Regions from separate parts of the Mus musculus genome. Here region 2 is linked to region 1. Evidence: chromatin contacts called from public Hi-C data. All regions are on one chromosome and are shown on one strand. The core of a region is the stretch at or near the end of the contact, and the rest is flanking DNA. Distances in the headings are between cores, read along the strand shown.

Evidence for each region. Hi-C and Micro-C count contacts between places; a contact is called where the count stands out from the background.
Region 2: a contact with region 1 is called in a Hi-C map of muscle stem cells, with 2.1 times the contacts expected there. The contact joins two enhancer-like sites. A contact is called at or near these places in 1 of 15 datasets of contacts at CTCF or cohesin (the NIH/3T3 cell line) and 2 of 484 Hi-C or Micro-C datasets (embryonic fibroblasts and muscle stem cells).

The regions. Positions count from the first base shown.
Region 1 is chr17:43,731,421-43,736,579 of GRCm38.p6, reverse strand. It overlaps Cyp39a1 (cytochrome P450, family 39, subfamily a, polypeptide 1), which reads right to left. Exons shown (of 12, transcript NM_018887.4): 10 at 4,567-4,655. The region is part of intron 2 of Gm41581 (a long non-coding RNA gene); the gene reads left to right. Among named protein-coding and RNA genes, the nearest start is that of Gm41581, 11 kb to the left of the region's middle. Within about 2 kb of position 2,124, at least 7 of the 459 cell types and tissues checked have an H3K27ac peak or open chromatin away from gene starts, as enhancers often do. A contact at or near this core is called in muscle stem cells, where this site is marked.
Region 2 is chr17:44,032,857-44,038,015 of GRCm38.p6, reverse strand. It overlaps Rcan2 (regulator of calcineurin 2), which reads right to left. Exons shown (of 5, transcript NM_207649.1): 5 at 1-1,043. The coding sequence ends at 883. Among named protein-coding and RNA genes, the nearest start is that of Gm34857, 8.3 kb to the left of the region's middle. Within about 2 kb of position 2,830, at least 18 of the 459 cell types and tissues checked have an H3K27ac peak or open chromatin away from gene starts, as enhancers often do. A contact at or near this core is called in muscle stem cells, where this site is marked.

The sequences.
Region 1 (5,159 bases), core at 875-3,374:
ATGCAATATTATAAAAAAATAATTTACTGACTAATATATAACCATAAAACTATATTATGTACATTATAAATATATAGAAAAAATGAGCTTAAAGCTTAATAAATCCCAAATATATAATAACTTTGATACTAGCATACAGGTATGTTGAACTCCTGTGGGTGTTTTTTTAATTTTTTTAATTGCTTTTTAGATTGACAGGAAGACAGAGCCATTGAAATTTTTATTGATTAAAAAAGCCTTTTCTAACTTCACACTGATATAGAAGTTATTTTACATGTAAGTCCTCTGTTGTTTACTATGTGCCATCTTCCTTTAAGTAGGGCTAGTGTCTTATTAAATGTTTGTGTGTGTGCACATATGCACATAGGAAGACAGAAGCATGTGAAGAGCACACACAATCTTTGGTAGCCAGTCCTGCCCTTCCACCTGTACATGGGTTCTAGGAATTAGGAATTCTTAGAACTCAGATGATCAAGCTGGCATAGCAAGTTTGAGCCTGGAAAAGACCAGGCCTATCTTTGTATCTTGTCACATCTAATCTCTCCAACCACAATAAACTATTCCAGAACATTTTTTTTATCTTTAACTCTGCAGTGTTTAAGCTAAGTGATCTAAGTTAGGACACAGACAATTATATGGAGGAAGAGGTTTTGTCTGTGAGGAGAGGGGAGAGAGGGGGAAAGGGGAGTGGGGAGTATGGAGAGAGAGGAGAAGGGACAGAGAAGAGAGAAGAGAGAAGAGAGGAGAGGAGAGGAGAGGAGAGGAGAGGAGAGGAGAGGAGAGGAGAGGAGAGGAGAGGAGAGGAGAGGAGAGGAGAGGAGATGGAGCAGAGTGAAAATAAAAGACAATAGAAAGTGAAGGGTTAGTAGACTGAGAAAACAGTGGTGGCAGCTGAGCCAAGAGAAGCTGAGCTGGGCCAGAGAAGATATTGTTAGGAGACAGATAAAAGAAGAACCCACAAAGAACCCACACACAAGGTAGCTAAAAATTTTTTTTAAAAAATCAAAAGTTAAAAAAAACTATACCCCTAAAAGTACAACAGTTCCCATTTTTGAAAGATAAATTCATATATTTTTTTCCAAATACTGAAGTTTTGCTATTATCACACCATTTTATCCAAGTATTTCTTTCTTGCTGCTACAGATCAGTATCAATCTTGTTGAAGATCAGCATCTTTAAAAGCATTTATTTATGTGTGTGTGTGTGTGTGTGTGTGTGTGTGTGTATGTGTGTATCTTCGTGAGTTTACATGAGCCCCATAGAGGCAGGTGCTCTGGGAGGCCCAGATCCCAGAAAACTCGGTTATGGGCAATTGCAAACCACCTGTGGTGGGTGTTGGGAACTGAACCTATGGCCTCTGCAAGAATAGGAAAAACTCTTAAGCTCTCAGCTAATATTCCAGCCCTGGATTTACCCTGGAATTTAATCCATGTATTTTGTACAGCCAAGAAGATATACTCTTGTAAATGTGAGCACCAGGTAAAGCCAGCAAATAGAGAAAGCATGTTCCCTTGTAAGATCACCAGCTCCCAGAGAGCCCCATGCAAGAACAATTCTCAACAAGAAATCCCATCCTTCTCCTTCACTTGAATCTCCTAGCTCAAGATGAGCCTGTGTGCTATGATAGGGCTCTCCATTTTGGATCTTAGTATTTATGAAGCAGTCTGATAGCTCACACTGCTTCCTCTTCCTTGTTCATGTATGGAAGCCTGGAACTTTATTAGTAATAGAATTAAGTGAACATTTTAATTGGTGATATTTTTAAAGGTAGTGATTTTTTTTAAAAAATTAAGTCTGACAGAGTCAACATTTGTATTCAACCTGTAGAGACTGGCTATATGATAGACCCTTCCTTTCTCCTCTTCCTATGATGCTATGGGGCAGTGCCTAGAAAGGGTTCCTCTGCAAATCCCTTTAGAATTTTTCAAAGAGGTGCTGCAGCTCTGTCATTGTGCCTGTTAGTTATTTTGTGGCTGTACCAAATATATCAGCAAAATTTTCTGTTTACCCAGAAATGTCTGTTACTCTCTTGGGACGCCCCTCCCCCCCCCCCCACAATGGCATATACTCCAGAAAACAGCAGCTGCAACACCATGCAAGTATGTGTTTATGATGAACTGCGACGGTCAGCTACACTGGAGGCAACTTTCTTTGACTCACTGAGTGTTTTGGGCATGAGAAAATAAGTTGGCCCCTGCTATACCAATTAGGAATGGGTGTCATTTGCTGGTGTTTATACGAAGGATTCATAGGATTAAATTTCTAGGAGAAAGCTCTCTTGGTGTACTGTTGCCCAAATGAAGTCATTTGCTTGCCTGAACAATTTAAAAAACAAAATGTTTCGTGAGTTGCTGGATTAAAATAAGGGACATGGAGGGGAAAAGATATTTTGAAACAGAAACTTAGTAGAAAACTAGACTTAATGAGATTTTTAAAAACAGGGGAAGCATAGTCAACATATGTATTCAACCTATAAAGTCTGGTTATATGGTGTTTTGCCACATTTCATACTCAGAATTCCCAAAGGAATGGTTAATATATTGCCTCCAAACTCCCTCCTGTGCCTACTTTAGCTAGGTTCACCGTCTATGACAGCCATGTATATTCAAAGCATCCTAATTTTGATTTCCAGAGGCAACTTGGGAAAGAGCTTACTTCATCCTACAGATTACAGTTGGTCACTGAGGGATGGGTGTCAAGGCATGGAGCCTGGGAGCAGAGACCATAAAGAACTAGTGCTTAATGACTTGCTCCCCATGGCTTATTCAGCTACCTTTCTTAGACAGCCCAGACCCATCTGCCTAGGGAGAGCACAGCCAACAGCGGGCTGGGCCTTCCCATATTGATCAGCATCCCAGATGTGTCATGCTGACAACCAAGATAAGCCAATTCACCAAGCCAATCTTCACAGCCAACCTTTTCCCTTAACCCATCCTGATCCAATCCAGCCCCAACATCAGTAAGACCATCAGCTCAGAGCTTCTCTGTACCAGTATCACTTTTGCTCATTTGGCTTTCTTAGCCTATGAAAAGTTCTGTTTCCTTCAAAGGACACTTTTCCTGTGAGATCAGCAAGATGCTCCTAACCAGTTACACCAACTATCTTGAAGCTTCAGTAGCATGTCAGACATTGTTATTCTCCATTCCTTGAGGCAATGTATGAATCCCATGTCTTCCTTGTCAACACAAGGTGTTCACCTCATGGCAGTTGGGGATATGGTTCTCTCATATCCAAATCCTCTGAGGTACACAGGACACTGCTCTACATACAGGAAGAACTCAATAGATTCTGAAAGTACAGTTTTTGTTCAAATACGGCACTAATGATTGAGTTACAGTTTCAGGGTCCTTTATGGTACCCATTACCTTCATACTGAAAGATGTCTCTCAGCCTTAAAAGCTATCAGGGAGAGTGACGATTGTTCTTCTTGAAAATAATACTCATCAGGAAATTGTCCACCACTGCCCCATGCCTCATGCTTCCATGTCAATGCTGCAGTCCTTGGTTTTAATTATCATGCTCAGAGCCAAAGATGATGACTCTAAGAGGTCACTATTGAGTATCTGTTTATGTAAGAGACTTGCATGTCCTGCTTTCAGAAGCACTGCACCGAGGATGCACTTACAGCATGAGAAAGATGGTGAACGTCTCCATTTGTTTAGGAACTGCTTTTTGGGGGGCCGGAGAAGATGGCTTAGCAGCCAAGAGAACACACTGCTCTTGCAAAGGACACAAGTTCAAGCACCCACATCACCAGGTCACATCTACTGATAACACCAGTTCTGTAGGCTCCGATGCCTTCTTCTGGCCTCTGTGGGCACCTACCTACACATGCACAGATGCGCACACAGACACTCATAGATGTAAATTTGAAAGTAACATAAATCTTTCTCTCTCTAGTGAACTTGTTTTCTAATATGGAAATAATGGGATATGGAAGAGATGAGTTTTGCTGGTGCTGGTGCACTGTTTAAACTCTCCCCGTGAAACAGGTGGCACGCATTTATCCTATATAAATGAGCAGATAGCATATATACAGTATATAAATGGGTATCTGGTATATAATATGCACCTTTAATCCTGGTGCTGAGGAGGCGGGCATGGACAGAGCCCTGGAGCTCACTGGGCTGCCAGCATAAGCTGCTTGGCCAGTTGCAGACCAGTGAAAGATCCAAAGAAAATATGAGAAGTTCCTAAGAGACTACACCTAAGCTGGCATCCTCCTTCCACATACACACACATACATAGGCACCTGCACGCGTGCATCACATACCCCTTCGATGACATATATGCCCACAGGCAGGTGGGCAGTGCTTCAGACTGCCCATGTGTGAACCATGGAAGCCCCAATATCCTCTGGCACTAGCAAGTATAGTGTCTTCTCATGAGAAGTCACCACAGACACTCCCACAAAGACATCCCATGCCAGCACTGACCAAATGAACAAACTGTGCCCTCCTGGGTTTCCCTGTAATTGGATAATAAAGGGATGGATGGTGAGTGTCCCCTGAGCATCTGTCTCTTCCACATCGTCTGCACCGACGCCGTTCAGCTGGGACACTAACCTTCCAGGACACTGGAACTTCCCGCCTCCAAATGCCATGAAGTAGTCCAAGAAAATGTACTTATCTAAATTTGCCTCTTTCCAGCGTTCCTGTGGGAAGAAAACACTTTTTTTTTTATCAGCCTTATATAAATAAGCTTAACTCTACTTCTCTGAGCTAAAAATGATGCTGGACAGCTAATCCTTGCATACAAAGTTGTAGACTTGTGGGTCATTTTTCCCCAGCCTGTTATTAATATCAGACACAATTGTGGTTTTGGAACGCGAACTTATAAACAAGAAAGGCTTAAGAAGAATCCTATTAAGTGGCAAATGTAAATGACAACGTAAATCACCTCCAAAACCAACGTAAGAAGAGGAAAGCATTTATACACAGGCCTCGGGCTTTATCACGAGATTACTCATAATAATTAATCTAGTAACGAGATGCTGACAGAGCTGAAGGCTGGAGGAAGCCTGGGATGTGGAATGGATACATCTAGGTGCCAGGACTCCCAGACTTACTCAAAGGCCAGGCATGAATTAGGTGAACTCTTGGGACTGCTCAGCCCTGTCACTCCCCAAGCACATGAAGTAACCGATCACCGTTTTAAA
Region 2 (5,159 bases), core at 1,581-4,080, 300 kb before region 1:
AAAACATCCAGATTTTAAAAGCACAGCTCAAACATCTGTACAAATATACAAAGGGGTAGGGGACAGTCATTCAGACACTATGAGATTTTATAATAAATAGGTTTGTCTGAAATCGGTCTCTGTCACTTGGACAAGCCTCCCCAGTAACACTGGGTAGACCTCTGTGGTAGTGATGTTCAACATCTTTGGGGCCATGCTCAATTTTACCTCCAGGAATTTGGCCAGAGTTATATGATGTAATTGACTCAAACTAATAATGATTCCCAGACTTATTGAGCTGAATGGTGCTGCGGATGCCCCTTGTCTATACAGGACAGGGCTGGGATACCACAAGTTGGGGCATACCCTCAAAATCATCAAAATCAATGCTGGTGATCGTGCATGTCCTGGGAATGTCGGGATGCAGAGGACTGGGTGAGACCAGATAGGGGGATCTCATGCAGTCAAAGCCAAGTTTACTTATGGTCCTATATAAGTGGCCAGGAAAAAAACATCACACACACACACACACACACACACACACACACACACACAGGACTGAACTGGAGCAGCTCACAAACAACATAAAGGCTCTTCATTACCGATGTCTCTGGCTTGGATCAACATGAAAGAACAGAGATATGGGCTGTACTGATTATTTAATAAGAAAATACTACCCTCTATCTAGAACTTTCTAAGTGATGGATTGTAGTTAATGGGTAGGAGTTGATTGGGAGACATATCACCTTTGCCTAGCCCTTTTGTCCGAGAGGCTTAATTACAAGGAAGGATTCGCAAACAACCAAACACCCAGGGACTTAAAGGCAATTAATTGTTTGGACAAACAACAAGGGGGGGGGCGGGAAGCATGATAAGAGGAGATGCATGTTATCATGGACGTGCTCAGTTGGACACGGAGGGTGGCAGGCCGGGACGCCGGGTCTGGATGATTTTTGGCTTTGGGGAAGTCTTTGGGTCCTCCTCCTCCTCCATGTCGCTGTCACACACATGCACCACGACGCTCGGTGTAGACTCAGTTCCAGCGTGCAGCTCATATTTCTCTCCTGAAAAGCAAGAGACATTGGCTGAGAAAAGGGACAGAGGTTTGTTGTTTGGTTGGTTGGGGTTTTTTTTTTTTTTGTCTATTTGTTGTTGTTTGTTGTTGTTTTGTTTTGTTGCTGTTTTGAGACAGGGTCTCTCTGTGTAGCTCCAGCTGTCCTTTAACTCACTCTGCAGACTAGCCTGGCCTCAATCACAGAGATCAACCTGCCTATGCTTCCTAAGTGCTGGGATTAAAGGCATGAGCCTGGCTGAAGGTGTTTTTAAATTCATTTTCTCATATATTACATCCTGACCACAGTTTCCTCTCCCCCACTCTCTCCCTGCATTTCCCCCACCTACCCCTCCATTTCTCTTCAGAAAAGGGCAGGCCTTCCATGGATATCAACCAAAGAGCATGTCAAATAAGACTAGACACCTCCCCTCGAATTAAGGCTGAACAAGGCAATTCAGTAGTAGGAAAAAGATCAAGAGAGTCAGAGATAGCCCCTGCTCCCACTGTTAGGAGTTCTACAAGAAGACCAAGCTTTACAACTATAACACATACCTAGGTCAGACTCATGCAGGCTCCCTAGTTGTCAGTTCTGTTTCTCTGAGCCCCTGTGAGCCTAAGTTAGTTGATTCTTTGGGTTTTCCTGTGGTGTCCTTGACCCCTCTGGTTCCTTTTGTCCTTCCTCTCCCTCAGGAAAGAGTCTTAAAAGCTGCTTTAGTAAGGTTTGCAAAGGAAATAGGTCAAACATGTTTTGGTGCATTGGGAAGCCTGCGATCTGACATCAGATGGAATAAGGCCTGTCTGTCATTGTGTCCTAGCTAACATCTATCAAATATTCAACTGCCATCTGTCCACTATCAACTAGCCAACCACAAATAAGCCATTTAACCTTTCTCAGGACAGCAAGCACTGTAATGCTCTGGCTCCTCAGTGCCCTCCAAAAGCTCAGGTTGCCATGCCCTTGGACATGAGAGAACATTCAAGAGCTGAAGCATCACAGAAGGAAGTTAGACCATTGAGGATATGCTCCTGAAGGTGATGATCAGACCCCGGCCCTCTTCTCTCTCCTTTTTTGCTTCCTGACCTCCATGAGGTAAGTGGGTCTGCCTTCTCCATCATGGTTCTGTAGAAAGATTCTCTTATCAATATCACTCGTCAATAAATAAGCTGACGGCTAATGAGCTGAGGCAGAAATAGGGGGTGAGGCACTGGCAGGAAGAGAGGGGATTCTGGAAAATAGTAGGAAATGAAAGAGAGACACAGGGGAGAGCCAAGAGAGATGAGATTCAAGACCAAGAAGATGGGCGTAAACCAGCATGCAGATACTGAGGAGATTCTAAGGAAGAAGTGGGCTGGGACTAAAGAAGAGGTAACTAACCACATAGACATAGAATAGTTTAAATGGGCTAAATAAGTTACGAGCTAGTCAGGGAATGAGCCAAAGCTTATGGCCTAGAAATAATAATAATAATAATAATAATAATAATAATAATAATAATAATAATAAATGTCTTAAAGTTGTTATTGATGGGGACTAAAGGACCAAAAGGAAAAAACAGATTTAAAAATTACTTTTACATGGTTCCCTCCTGACAACTGTGCTTCACAGCACCAAGTGAGCATGGACCAAAGGCTCTGAAGCCATAAGCCCAAATCAACTTCATTGACTGATTAGTTTAGGTGTCTTGTCTCAGTGACAGAGAGCTGACTAACACAGCCAGTTAGTCAGACCTGTTACTGTTTGATCCCAGGACTTGCTGCTAATGGCTGAGTAATCTTGAGTCAAACATGTTTTGGCAGAGATAGTCTTTAAATTCTCCTCCAGATGTATGATTCACACAACCACAGCTCTGGGGTATAATAGGCATGGATTATTGCTTGTCCGGAATCTTCAGTGGTTAGTGAGTGACTGGTTGGTGATCATTAAGGCCATAATCCCAAGAGTCTTTCATTCTCTCTCTCTGTCTCTCTCTGTCTCTCTCTCTGTCTCTCTCTCTGTCTCTCTGTCTCTCTCTCTCTCTCTGTCTCTCTCTCTCTGTCCCTCTCTCTGTGTCTCTCTCTCTGTCTCTGTCTCTCTCTCTCTCTCTCCCTCGCCCCCCTCTCTCCCTCTCACTGTCTCTTTGGCTTGGGGGTACATAGGTATATAGATATGCATATGTGTACATGAGCATATGCAGCCTAGAGGACATTCATAGATATTGTCCCTCTTGCACATCCACCTTTGGCTGTTGTTTGTGGTGGTTTGAATATGCTTGGCCCAATGAGTGGCACTATTAGGAGGGGCGGCTTTGTTGGAGGAAGTATGTCACTGTGGGGGTGGGCAAAGAGACCTTCCTCCTAACCATGTAAGAGCCACTCTTCTAGCAGCCTTCAGATGAAGATATAGAACTCTCAGCTCCTCCTGCACCATGCTTGGCTGGACATTGCCATGCTCCTGTCTTGATAATGGACTGAACCTCTGAACCTGTAAGCCAGTCCCAATTAAATGTTGTCCTTATAAAAATTGCCTCTGGTTCCCTGTTTTACAATCAAGTCACTCCCTGGCATCTATATGTCTTCATTTCACCTCAGTAGGTATTTCTTGAGCCTCTCCCATGGTCTTCCCCATTGCTGAATGCACAGTGTAGTCAAACAACATTTGTGCCTTAACAGCATAGACCAGTAGAAGCAACACAATCTCCATGTACAAGAGAAGGTGGGTCTACAGCCTGTACTGTCTCCATAACTGTTAGCATCTCCATCTTCCCCTGAAACCTCACTCCTTACAGCCCATCCTTCAGGACTCAACAGAGAAAGGACTTCTAAAGGTAGTATCTTCTAGATTGTATCTTGGTGACCAACTCCCCAAGTCTCACCAAGTTCAGATGTCCTTGAACTAGTCAAGAAGATTCTGTGTCACCTCTCAGCAGTCTTTTCCTGAATTCACCCACTCTCCGTGTGCTTTGTCAGAGTGACTTACCAGTTCTCGCCTAATCATGGTGTCTATATTCTTACACTCGGCCTATCTGCTGCTATTATTTGGAACCATCTCACCTCTCTCTAAGAGTTCCTTAAATCTTGCCTTCCTACAAGGATCACAACCTAGAAACCACCCTGCCCAGGAATCGTGCCTGCTGTCCTAGGTCTGTAATGTGAGCCTCTACTTGATGATTAGAACGAGTATTGTTAGTCCCCATGACAGGGTGTCAGCCATTTGTGGTTCTGTCCACACACTGGTAATCGAACAGGAGCGGAACAGAAAACTTGCAAGCTAAAGACTTGAATGTTGGAGGCTGACATTGAAAACGGGGACCCTGGATGATGTAGTAGGTATCAAAGCTCTTCCAAGTGATGCTGGGAAGGATGGCCATACTGCTTAGTCACTGTTATTCGTTGAACTGTCCCCCTAAAAGGAATTGAAGTCCTAACCTTGAGTACTTGTGAATGTGACTGCACTTGATCATAGGGTCTCTTTAGAGATGGCCACGTGAAGATGAGGTCATTAAGTCCATAGCCTTAGAAAAAAGGATGAGGTTGGGTAAACACACAGAAACTCACACAGAGTGAATAAATGCCACATGAAGAACGGGTCTATGTTGTCCAATGCCAGGTTATGACCAGAAGCTAGGAAAGAGGCAGGAACAGGTCCTTCCCTAACACATTCAGAGAGAGAGAGAGAGAGAGAGTATCGCCCTGTACACACCTTGATCTTGGAACCTCCAGAAATGCATGCCAACAAGTCTTGTTACAGATGTCATTCACATTATGGTGCTTTGTTATACATCCTGGCAAACGAATACAGATCAACTCTGCTTTTTATTCAGAGTCAAAAAAAGTTTTATTCCTTTTAGAGATGTGCACAGGTGTGTTTGCATGCACGTGCATGCTTGCTTGTTCCTGTAGGCTCAGGTGTGAAGATCACAAGACAGCCTTGGGGATTCGTTCTTATTTAGTTCCTCATCTGAGAGAGGGCTGGGCCATGAGTGCTTGGGATCCCCTCATTTATAGCTTCCATCTTGGCATAGGAACGGTAGGACTAGGGACATACCCTAGCGTCTCTGGCTTTCCGTGGGCTCCAGATATCTGAACTCAGGCCCTCCTATTTGCATGGCCAGTGCTTTGCTCACTCAACGGTCTCCTCAGTCTACAA